2 separate regions of the Mus musculus genome follow, and region 2 is linked to region 1. Evidence: chromatin contacts called from public promoter capture Hi-C data. All regions are on one chromosome and are shown on one strand. Each heading gives the region's core, a stretch centred on a gene start, on an enhancer-like site or on the middle of the called end of the contact. The rest is flanking DNA. Distances are from core to core; before and after follow the strand shown.

Region 1 (6,263 bases), core at 1,298-3,797:
GATGGGTAGGTACAATGGCCTGCTTGTAATTACAGCCTAGGAAGTTGGAGACACAAGGTCTCTAAAGCAAGCAAGCTACCTAGCACCACTATCCATTTCAGTGAGCCCTTACTTAAAGACCCGCTTTAATGAAGAGGGTGTAAAAGTGGGCTTTCTCAAGCAAGCATATATTTACATATGTGAAAAATAGAAAAAGAAAAGAAAAAGTGAGTTTGACTCCAAATGTTTACTTTTCTGGTACAAAAAAAAAAATTACTAGAAGGGACCAATGTGGGAGTTCAGTAAATTAAAGAGCAAGTATATGGACAATCACACCAAACCAGAGCAGGACTGTTGCCTACTTCAGATTACCACCTTCACTCTATCTTCCCCGTTGTCATATGAATGACTTTTATTCTGTTTATTACTGAGGTATGGACAAGCAGTAGCATCAAGACAGATTGTTGTATCAACATTCCCCTGTCCTGGGTAGTCACAGCCCACACAGAGGACAGCTATATAAGTCATCCTGCACTCAGCTCCCAGTGTTCAACCCTTATTCTCTCTTTTCAGAAGCAACCTTACTATGTAGTCTTGGCCTGGAACGCTACATAGACAGGGCAAGTCTGCAAATGACAGAGATCTGCCTGTTTCTGCCTGCAGAGCTGGGACTAAAAAAGCATATGCCACCACAATGGGCAGGTTTTCAACTCTTTCAACTGGAAGCATCCAGGATCTTCAATTTCCCTGAGAACATAACTGTTTCCTATCCCTCAGGGAAGTTCTTATTCTAGTGTGTTTGTAAGGGGAGCTTGGTTTTATACCTGACTAGTTATGCACATCTGGTTTGGGTTCCTGTAGTGCCTATGAAAAGAGGGAGGGAGGGAGCGAGCCCTATGATTTATACAATTTTAATGTAAAATTCTTTATTTGAAAGGAGGAAAGAAGTAATTAAATGTCTTGACAAATTGAAAAATATCAATTAATGGGGTGCAAAGACAATAAAATAGAAGGAAAATATCTGCAATACAAGAATCGAGAAAGATGAGTGTGCTCAGTATAAACTAAACCATCACATCAGTAAAGATGGAAAAATTACTAAAACATTTAAACCACATGTAAAGAAAGACATAGCCACTTGATAATTAATAGTCAAATAAATACTAAGTGGATCCCACTATATACCATGAGGACAAAGTTCAGTCAATTAAATAATATTAAGTGCTGATCACAGAAAAGTTACTCAGGAATAAAATTTGATATAGAGTTGAGACTGTAGCTCAGTTGGTATACGGTAGATACTTGTCTAGAATGCATGAGGCCCTGGGTTTAAATTTCAGAGCTGCAAAACCAGGAGCTAGTGATGTGCTCATAGAATCCCAGCACTTGGAAGGTAGTCATAAGACTATCAGAAACTCAAAGTCAAGCTTGGCTGTAAACTAAGTTTATCAACAGCCTAGGATATGTAAGATCTAGTCTCAAACAAAACAAAAACAAACAAACAACAAAGCAAAACAACAAAAAAAATCCAAAACAAAGAAACCGATACGTTTGCAATTCACTATGATTTGAACTTGACCACGACTTAAAGTCCAGTCGTTTCCAAAAAAACTTTTATTACTGGAAAAAGGAGCAGAGGTAAGAGCAGTATTTAACCCAAGAGTAAAAGATAAACTTGAAAACCCTCAAGTACCATACTCACAGAGATGACGAAAATTGAAAAGTTCTTCCTCCGACCTTAAGTCAGAAGGGATAAAGATAGTCTCGTCATACTCTATAAAGGGATAATCTACCAAGAGGATATTACAATCCTAAATGCGGGAGCCGCATGTACCCATGGAAAAGAACTGTGACTGTCCCCTGAGAAGTTCCCTCACATCTCGGTATGTCTCAGTTTTCCCAGGTTCACTTCCATTAATCTCTGCGCTTAAGATCTATATTAGACATGTTTCTCGGGCCTGGAGAGATAACTCGGTGTGTAAGAGTGCTCGCTGAGCAAGGGTGAGAACCCGAGTTCAAATAAAAAACACCCAAGTAAATGCCAGGCATGGGGACAGAGCCCGGAGGATCGCTGGAGCTTGCTAGCAGGCAGCCTAGCCACAGGTTCAGTAAGAAACCCTGTCTCACAGGAATAAGGCGGGCCGTGACAAAGCAGGACACCGGGTGACCTCCCCTGGCCTCCGTGCATGGCGGGGCGTAAATTCTCACTCGCAAGAATTGTCTCCTAAACTTCCAGCTCGGCTCCACATCATCCAGCCTCGGAATCCCGCTTTCGACTGACTTTCCCTAAGGGGAAAAGCAGCTTTTCTGGAGCCGCAGGCGACAGTGCGCAGCCGCCCTTCGTCCCCCGGCGCAGCACCGGGATCCCGCCGCCCGGGACCAAGGGCGCCGCGCACAGCCCCGCCACTCGCCTGGCTCACCATGTCTGTGCCCAGGCCTGCCGCGGCTCCACAGAGGCTCCGGAACAGGCACTCACACGGCCGCGGAGGCTCAGCAACTTGGACTTCCTCAGCTGAGAGCTGTGAGGAGGGAAGCGCCAGCAAGAAAGATGGCGGGTGAGGAACTTCCGCTCCTCCCGCCGGCGCTGCTGATTGGCCAGCTCACACACTGGTGTCTGTACCGGGAGTTTCCGGCGGACCTCCCGACCTTTCCTAGGGTATGGCGTCATACAGCCAAGGACGCTAAACCGTCCGGGACTCCCACAGTTGGTTACTGAGAACCGCCCGGAAGGGAGATGGCGGACAAGGCGCTGCCTCTCGGCACCCTACCTGCCGCTCCTTTGGCCCTTATTGCTGGGCCCACAGATCCAGTCTCCGAAGCCTAAGTGACAGAATAAATTTATTCTCCCTCTTACTGACACAACCACTCCCTCTCCTGTCAACAACACTAATGAGATTCATTGGGACACACAAAGACATAAAAGATGAAAGAATTCGAGAGGGACAAGAGCAGGTAAAGGTCTGTGTGTGTATGAATATAAACAAGATACATGAATGAAAATGTTATATTGAAACTTTTCGTGTAATTAATACACGCTAATGACAACATTAAAAAAACTGTACTTTCCAGCAATTAAAAAAAAGCTTCAGCAGCTCTTCCACAAAGGACATTCTTTTTAGAAATGAGGTTTATTATAAAGTGCCTCAAGCCATGCTCAGCCCTGTAGGTGGAAGTGACATTAGACAGAAACAGTACAATTTATGCAGCTCTAAAAATAGGGCCTTAAGCCGGGTGTGGTGGTGCACACCTTTAGTCCCAGAACTCGGGGGGGGGGGGCAGAGGCAGGCGGATTTCTAAGTTCGAGGCCAGCCTGGTCTACAAAGTGAGTTCCAGGACAGCCAGGGCTATACAGAGAAACCCCGTCTCGAAAAAACCAACAACAACAACAACAACAAAAAACCAACCAACCAACCAACCAACCAACAAAAAAGGCCTTAAAAGAAGGGGCAGGGGGCCAGGCGTGGTGGTGCACGCCTTTAATTCCAGCACTTGGGAGGCAGAGGCAGGCAGATTTCTGAGTTCGAGGCCAGACTGGTCTACAAAGTGAGTTCCAGGACAGCCAGAGCTATACAGGGAAACCTTGTCTCGAGAAAAAAAAAAAAAAAAAAAAAGAAGGGGCAGGCTTCCATTCGAAGCCTGGCAGGCGGGTCTGGGAGGAGGTGATGTGGGGAAGGAGGTAGAGGAGATGAGGGGCAGGCAGAGGTGGACAGACTAACCTTGAGAAGGGGAGGGGAGAGCAGAAGAGCCTGAGATACAGCTTTCATTGTCTGGACCAAATCCCAGAGCTATCTATCTTCCTAAGGTGTCTCAGACTACTCCCCAGAACAAATAAAAAGGTCTGATTTTTTAAAAAATTACCTTTTAGGGGGCAGGAACTTTCATATCACTTGATATGTTTCAGCATAGTGTACCTGAACGGGAGCAAGGACGAGCCAGGTACTATTGAGAACTGTCACAGCACAACACACTGCTTAACTCTGTCCAAGTGAGGGCTGCATAAAAGTTACGAGATTGGGCCTAAAGGAGCAGGCTGGTAAAAACCAGCCACTTTGGCCCACCTTGAGGGCTGTTGGATCTCACAGAATCCCTGGACAAATGGCTGAGGTGCCTATTAATAGATAAAGCAGCCTCTGGTCAACTCTCCCAGCACTTCTCACCTTACTCCCTACCCTAAACCTCCACTGCCTGAGGCTGGGCTTCCTTTCCCCCAGCCTCTGATCCTGTTATCTTTTATTTCCTGGATCTCTCTTGGTCCTCTTTCCCCATTCTCTCCTCCCCTGCTTTCGGCAACCTCTCCTCTCATGGTCCGGTTCAGTCTGGACGCTTCTAGATTTCTTTGGCTGTATTGTTTCTCCTGTCTACAATGAACCTCTTCAACCATACCAAACAGCCTTCATGTCAAAAATTTTCATTCAGGGAGTAACCATTTCAGAACGCAGTGTTTTGGAGATGCCAGTACCATGAGATGACCACCAAGAGCAGCAGCAGCAGTGGAGTACAGGCATCTGGAGCCTAGAGGACGACGCGTGTGCTACAAAGGGCATGGCTGGAGAAGTGACCCAAGTCCTTGGAGGAGCCCAGAAGATGGTGAGTTGAATCCCAGACATTGGAGGGTTGGAGATTGATTTTTGCTTTTGATTGTGACTGTGCTCTGATATTTTCCCTCTTGAAGGAAGAAACTGTTTTAGTGGAGTCCACAGTTACGAGACTTTTAATTGTAAAAAGACTTTGGATTTTAAAAGAGATGGATATTTTAAAGAGATTGAAAATTTAAGAATATGTAAAGACTGTGGGACTTTTAAAGTTATTTAGACCTTGGGGATGAGTAAGAATGTAAGGGTTGAGGCTTACTAGTGATGTATTTGTGTGTCAAGTTGACAAGGGGTCAATTGTACTGGCTAGTTTTGTGTCAACTTGACACAGCTGGAGTTATCACAGAGAAAGGAGCTTCAGTTGAGGAGATGTCTCCATGAGACCCAACTGTAAGGCATTTTCTCAATTAGTGATCAAGGGGGAAAGGCCCCTTGTGGGTGGGACCATCTCTGGGCTGGTAGTCTTGGGTTCTATAAGAGAGCAGGCTGAGCAAGCCAGGGGAGGCAAGCCAGTAAAGAACATCCCTCCATGGCCTCTGCATCAGCTCCTGCTTTCTGACCTGCTTGAGTTCCAGTCCTGACTTCCTTTGGTGATGAACAGCAGTATGGAAGTGTAAGCTGAATAAACCCTTTCCTCCCCAACTTGCTTCTTGATCATGATGTTTGTGCAGGAATAGAAATCCTGACTAAGACTCTTTCCAGAGTGAACACTACTTCTTGCTGTATGGTGGACCCTTTCAGCCTCTATAACCAGCCTCACAGAAATGAAGATATTTAAGTGACATGTGTGTTATAATCTACCAGACTAATGAAATGATGAACCTTAAGAAATAGCAATTTCCCCAAGAATCTTAAATTTGGAGAACAAAAAGGTGTCAGTCAGAAGGGGATTTATGACTTATAAGTTTACTTTTCAGGACTAGGCTGAAGTCCAGACAATAATAGGTCAATGGTGGGTAGGACCAACCTAGACTGAGACTGCCTAGTTGTCATAGGGTAGCTTCAGTTGTCAATTTGACACCCCTGAGAAGAGGAAATGTCAACTGAGCAATTGGGCATGTCATGTCTATCATTTTCTTGCTAACTAATGTAGGAGGGCCCAATCCACTGTGGGTAGTACCATCTCTAGGCATCTTTCTTGTCTTTAGAATCCAGAATTAAAACATCTTTCCTTATGTGTGTGGTATGTGCTTATATGGCTGCACACTTGTGGGTGCATAGAAGCCAGAGGAGGACATCAGGTGTCATTCTCTTTCTCCATCTTTTTCTCCTGAGAAAGGGTTTCACTAAATCTAGAGAGAGGGGGCAGACAGGAAGCCCAGTCATCTTCTGGGTCTGGCCCTCTCTACTGACATCACCAGTGTTTGTGGCTAAGATCAGCTTTTTTATGTGGGTGCTGGGAACCAAACTCAAGCCTCATATATATGTAATGCAAGCACTCAACTTCACTGTGCCCCTCCTTCCCCAGGCAAGAGGACTTTCATACGTAAACAGAATCACATGTAGACTAAAGGCTTATATGAACTGACTGTAATATTAAAAGATGACTAATTGATATCACATTTGCTAATTAGCATTACAGATTTATCATCCATCGTTGTGTTTATGTGTGCCAGTGCTGAGAACACTAGCTGACGTTAGGCCAACAATGAAAGCTTTTTTTTTTTTTTTTTTTTCCGAGACAGGGTTTCT
Region 2 (6,263 bases), core at 1,879-4,378, 3.1 Mb before region 1:
TGAAGGTGGGCCACTGAAAATGATATGCACTCATTTAAAGACAACAATTTTGCCAAGTGGCACACACCTTTAATTCCAGCACTTGGAAGGCATCGACAAGTGGCTATCTTGTGAATTCAAGGCCAGCCTGATCTACATAATGAATTCCAGGGCTAGAGAGAATCTCTCAAACAAAACAATGGCAATATTCTCACTAGTTCAAAAATGATGAGTTTATTAGAAAGCCATACAGGTGATCTTGGCTTTCACAAGCTGACACTAAGTAAAATAACTTTAGATTGAAGTTTCAGGCTTTTCGTACCTGATGAATTTTGGCATAGAATTCCTGAGAAATAATGCCCCGCTCCTCCCCAGTCCAACCACATCCTTATTTAGTCTCATAATACATCCATCAGTCACTGGTCAAACACCAATACACTTTTAAACATAAGTAATGGCAGGCCAGAGACTCATAAACAGCTTTCCCCCTTGAGAACATTACAAGTAATATAAGATACAATTAGGCAATGTCTTATTGGGTTGGAAGCCAGCTGAACTTTTTACTAGGTGTGAAAAGTTATTTCTTGACTGCTGTGAAAAATTAGTACATTTTAAAAAGGTTTGGAAACATAAAATTAGGGAATGCTCCTGAAGGCAGGTCAACACAGACGTGCTGGCTTTCTGTATTAGGACTACGCCTGCTACTACCAGAACTTTCTTAAAATAAAGACCAGGGACTGGTGAGATGTCTCAGTGGTTAAGAGCACTGATTCCTCTTCTGAAGGTCCTGAGTTCAAATCCCAGCAACCACATGGTGGCTCACAACCATCCATAATGAGATCTGACACCCTCTTCTGGTGTGTCTGAAGACAGCTACAGTGTACTTACATATAATAAATAAATCTTAAAAACAAACAAACAAACAAACAAACAAACAAAGACTAGATGCTTGTAGGAAAAGTGAGTGAACCCTGAACACAAGTCCAATATGTAGGGCAGCCCAGAACCTGAGAAATACTATGGAATATTCCCAGGATGGGCAGACTGATGGGCCCTAAATGGTGGCTGCCTCACAAGAAAAAGACAGTACCAGGGAGGGGGAAAAGGTCTCAAGCAGCAGTGTGAAAGAAAGCAGAGTTCAGGAGCATTCATACAAGATTAGATGAACACTATGTCTCAAATTAAATTGAGGGCTCAGGGGTAGAAAGTAAATTGGGAGAGTTAATGAAGATCAAAAATTTAGGTTTGATTTTCACATCAGAAAACAACTACATCAAATGTTAGCAAACACAAAACAGGTGCTAAAACCCATTCTCTTGAATTCCATAATTTTGGAGTTTACAAAATTCTATGCTGTCAACTTCTTGGGGCAGGATAATCTTACAGTTAGTGTTTGTCTTAGTGTGCAAAAACATGACAGCATAGAAAAGCTCATTCATTGTTTAATACTGTTTATGCCATTATAGATAGCGAATGCTTAGAAAACGTGAACACCGTGGCTCGGCTCTTCCAAGGCTTTTCTTCAGGGTATAAGAAAGGAGAAGCAGGCTGTTAATTCCACTTGAAAATAAAACTTCAGCACAGGCTTTTGGGATAACAAGTAATTATGAAAAAAGTTAAAATCTTCAAAGGTAGAATTTTGTTATTTTGGAAATTCAAAGCGTTAACTATAAAAAAAGTTTCAGAAACTAAGTTTTTGGAGGTAATCTCAGTTCCAGCAATCGCTAATCGTTATCATCATCCCAGAACAGATCGGAGAATTGAAAAAGAAAGAAAATCCACCCAGTAAACTGGGCAAGGAAGGTCTGTCTCCTCCAGACGGGAGTTTCCTCCAAGGCTGTTTTTAGGAACTTAGATTGCCAGTCCATGCAGTCAAAGGAAGAAACACATCCAGCTGTTGGCAGATTCTGATATTTTGTTGCTACTTCTAGGATAGCACAGGTGAATTCTTACTTCAGTGGGTTTCCTTCCTTCTTGGATCTGTTGGAGTTCTTGCCACACCCTTTTCCAAGGACCCACCTATGCAGCACTCCAGCCCCTGCCAGCTTCGCAACTTGCAGAGATCTCCATAGCCAGAAAGGCGCACTGAATCTTCTCACTGCAATGCTAACTGGAACCACGACCACTGCACAGATTGGCTGATAACATACTCGGTTCCACGAGTTCAGCGATCCAAATTTTGACAAGCCATAATCAACAGGCTTTACTTTGGATGCAGTTTTTAAAAATGTATTTTGCTACGAGGGTATAGAATCAGCCAGTACTGGAAACAAGGGTGGGGTGGGTGGGTGGTAGACATATCTTGTCTGCTATATGATATAAACTAAAGTGAACCTACAAGTAGTGGTTGTGGAGGGGGAAATGGGCCTGTATGGAGATGACTCCAATTAAGAAGGCATGTTCAAACTGAGTCGCACGCAAAGAACACACACAATACGAGATCGTTTATCCATACAGTCCCCAAGACCACCGTTCCCGGGGTCCCCGCTGTGATAACCTCGGCAGGTCTGCTGCAACCGCTAGTTCAACAAAGCTCTGCGCAGCGCAGGAAGCTCCGGGCATCCTCTCCCGCTCGCCGCTCACCGCGCGCCCAGCCCTCCCGCCCGCCGGCCCGGGACCTCTCTTCCTGACAGCCCCAGGTAGCCCGCGCCCCGGCTCCCATGCCGCGCTCCGCCCGACCCGTGTTCCCACGTCCCGTCGGCCTCCGGCGCCCCGGAGCGCCCAGACAGCGGCGCAGGGGGAGGGGCGGCGCGGGCCGCGGGTCCCTGGGGCGGCCGCACGCCCCCTCCCGGCCCCGCAGCTTTCCCGCCTTCCCCGTTTGAACAGCTCCCGCCGCCTTCCTCCTGCGGCCCGCTCGAGCCCCTTCCCCGGGGCGGCTGCAGCCGCTACTCCAGTTCCCGGCTTGGCCCCCGAGCTAGGCCGCGGCGGGCCTGAAGCGCCTCCCGGACGGTGTCGGGGGGCCGGAGCGGTGGGCGGAGGCCGGGCGGGGCCGTTGCCGCCCCGGGGTGGGGGTCCGGACGGGTCTGGTGGGGGCTCCGCTCGCCGCTACCTTCACTCGGCTCGCTCGGATCCCGCCTCAGCGCCGCCGACGGCCGCCATCTTGGAGAAGGAGAGAAAAGCGCGAGCAACAAGGGCGCCTCAGTCGAGCCCAGAGCGCAGACTCCTACTGCAGCGGGGCTACCGCGCCGGCGAAAGAGCGTCGAGCGCATCGAATAAACCTGCTTGTTGAGCGCGGTCGCGGTACCGTTTGAGAATACACTCCTCCGTTGCAGGTTTAGTCTAGAAATCTCTTCTCGGTCTAAACAAATAATTTCAAAAGTCTCCTGTTTATTCTTCAATAAAAATATCTTTCTGTAAAGAAATTGCGAATAAAAAATATCAGGCAATTAGATTAATGTAGCCAAACACCTGCCCCAACCCAAAGTCTTTACAGCTCCGTAAACTTCTATGCAATTAGAACAGTCGTTCTGAAGCAATGGAGCTTGGCTTTGGATTTTATACGTTCACTGTCAGTTACAATTTTATGTACTTATCTACCACGTGCTTATACAAACCTCGAAAATTTCATGACAGACTTAAAATTAGACAATTAGCTTTGTATTCTCTTTTAGGAACTCATGGGTCCTTCTCCGCAATCTCGGTCCTTTCTGGTCACCTAATAGTAGCCCTTCTTGTTCTCCTTTTACCCCTAAATCTTTTGTATTTAAGACAGAATGTTATGCTGTTTATTTCAAGACAATCTGTTCTTTGCCGGACTCAGAGCGATAAGGGTTAATAGCCGTATTTATTTGTAATTTAGCATTTACATCTGGAGAGTAGCCCAGGTGAAGTGGAAGACCATACACTTGTAAGACAAGCTGTTTTCTCACCAAATTATTACACCGCTCACACCAATTTTTGTTTAAGTGTTAAGAGGACTGGTGAATTGGTTCAGTGGGTTAAAATATTTTACACCAAATCTCTGGGTATGTGTTTGACACCGGAAATTTACATGGTGGAAAGAGAGAACTGATTCATGCAAGTTTGACTGCCACAGGAATGTCCCCTAAAAACACACAAAATGGAAATAAATAAGTTACTCTTTCTCTAAGAAACAGGAGAAAACAGTTTCTTCTGATTTATTGAGGAGAACTCAATAAATCAATAGCATTTACAATTTCCAGAGCCTGGTTTAATATAAAGACTCTGTTTTTGTAGCATAGTGTAAGTATATAATAGCCTTCTGTGTGAACAGTGCTCACTCCATCAGGGCAACCAGAAGCTGGTGCCCTCCTCACTGAAAAGACCCAGCCTTCATCTGCTCTAGGGAGGAATTTCTCTTCTGTTTTGCTTTGTCAAAGTCACAGGAGGTAGGCAGTTTTGGCGGGAGGGATGGGTGGAGGAAGCAGCCCTGGCTGTCCTGGAACTCATTATGTAGACAAGGCTTGCCTGAAATTCACAGAAATCCTCCTGCTTCTGCCTCCTGAACACTGAGATTAAAATCATGCACTACTATTAATTCTTATATATAAATATAATTAGATCATGTTCCCTCTTTTCAACCCTTTCCATTTATTTCTCTCAAATTCATGGCCTCTATTTCTTTAACTGTTGGTGTGTGTGCACATGCTCATAGAAGCCAAAGGAATACACCAGATTTCCTGGAGATGGACTATAGACAGTCATGAACTGTACAGTGTGAATGCTGGGAACTGAACTCAGGTCCTTTGGAAGAGTAGTATTCTCTTAACCTGCAGCCATCTCTTCAGCTCCTCAGCCTGTTCTTGACCACAGTACTATCATTCTTGGATCACTGAACATACACTCGTTCATTTATTCGCTGAAACAGTCCTTATGGAAAGCACAGGGTATAGCAGGCACTGGGCAAGGTGCTGGGCACTAACAAGAGAACAAAGTCAAGGGTACTTGAGCCTCAGCAGCTGATACTCTGGCTGGGAGGGCAGCAGAAAATAATAAAGCCATGTTGTAGTGAGTGGTGGTGTGTTGGTTGGGGAAGAGCAGTACAGATGCAGGTAAGGGTGGAAAGGCCTGCTCTTTAAAACATGACTCCGGTGCTTCTTGTGATGAGGTGCCTGCTGGCACTTGCTTTGCTGGAAGGGGAATCGGTGGTGGAGTCCAGAAGGCCGAGGCACTCTGAACAAGCTCCTCCTCAGAAGCATGTGGGTGAAGCTTCTCTGCTGTGAGCATCCTAGCATGGCTCTGTGGAATTTGGCAACAGAAGGTGGGAGATGAGCGCTGACCTCACAGAGTCCTCCTTCGGCTTCATGGGACGTAAAGAATACATTCACCATATTGATTGTAGTTGTTGGTTGGGTTGACATAAATCAAGACTCCACCAAACCTAATACTTTAATACATGACAATTTGAGATATTTCAGTTGTTCATCAATAAAGGTATCAAAATATCATAGAGAGACACAAATCCAATTTCTAGGAATGAAAGCTATAATAATGCCTGGGATACCTGGATAAAATAAGCAGCCAATAAGATACCAAAGAGGAGATCTCCTTAAGACCCTGCAAAGACACCACCTAAATGAAATGTACAGAGGAAAAGCCCCAGATGAGGCTTCAATGACTATGGGATAACCTTGAACTTAAGATAAAAGCAATCTGAGAAGCTGAGAAAGGAGAATGAATTTTTATTTGATTATTATCGTTATTGTTGTTATTAAAACTAGAGAGCTACAGTGGTTATGAACGTGGGCTGCTCTTCCAGAGGGCATGAGTTTAGCTCCTAACACCACCCTTAGCTCACAATATGTGTAATTTTGGTTCCTGGGGGAGGGAGGATCCAGTTCCCTCTTCTGGCCTCTGAAGACGCTGCACTCAGGTGGTATGAAAATCTGTATGCAGGCAAAGCATACATAGACATAACATGAAAATAAGTAGAATATGAAAAAAGACATAGAGGCAGGTGGGTTTCTGAGTTTGAGGCCAGCCTGGTCTACAGAATGAGTTCCAGGACAGCCAGGGCTACACAGAGAAACCCTGTTTCAAAAAAGAAAAAAAAAAAAAAAGAAAAGAAAAGAAAAAAGACATTTAGAGAGCTAGGTATAGTGGTACATTCCTGTAGCTACTTGAGATCCTGAGGCAAGAGGATTTCTTGAGCCTAGGACTTTGAGGCCAGCCTGGGCAGCCTATAGAGATAAACTTTTACTTCTAAACCGACAGCATTGGAAAAAGGTCAGCAAGATGTCTCAGTGGGTAAAGGCAAGCCTGATGTTCTATCAGGTACCTGCCTGTAAGGAAAGAATGGACTTCTGAAAAGTATCCTCTGACTT

Evidence for each region. Promoter capture Hi-C pulls out the DNA fragments that hold promoters and counts their contacts.
Region 2: a contact with region 1 is called in a promoter capture Hi-C map of pre-B cells. The contact joins the promoter of Hmgxb4 here to the promoter of Zfp617 in region 1. A contact is called at or near these places in 3 of 39 promoter capture datasets (cranial neural crest, pre-B cells and second pharyngeal arch cranial neural crest).

Annotation. Positions count from the first base shown.
Region 1 is chr8:71,919,109-71,925,371 of GRCm38.p6, reverse strand. It overlaps Zfp617 (zinc finger protein 617), which reads right to left and starts at 2,547. Exons shown (of 4, transcript NM_133358.3): 1 at 2,400-2,547. The coding sequence starts at 2,402.
Region 2 is chr8:74,990,515-74,996,777 of GRCm38.p6, reverse strand. Hmgxb4 (HMG box domain containing 4) reads right to left here and starts at 3,128. Exons shown (of 11, transcript NM_178017.2): 1 at 3,029-3,128.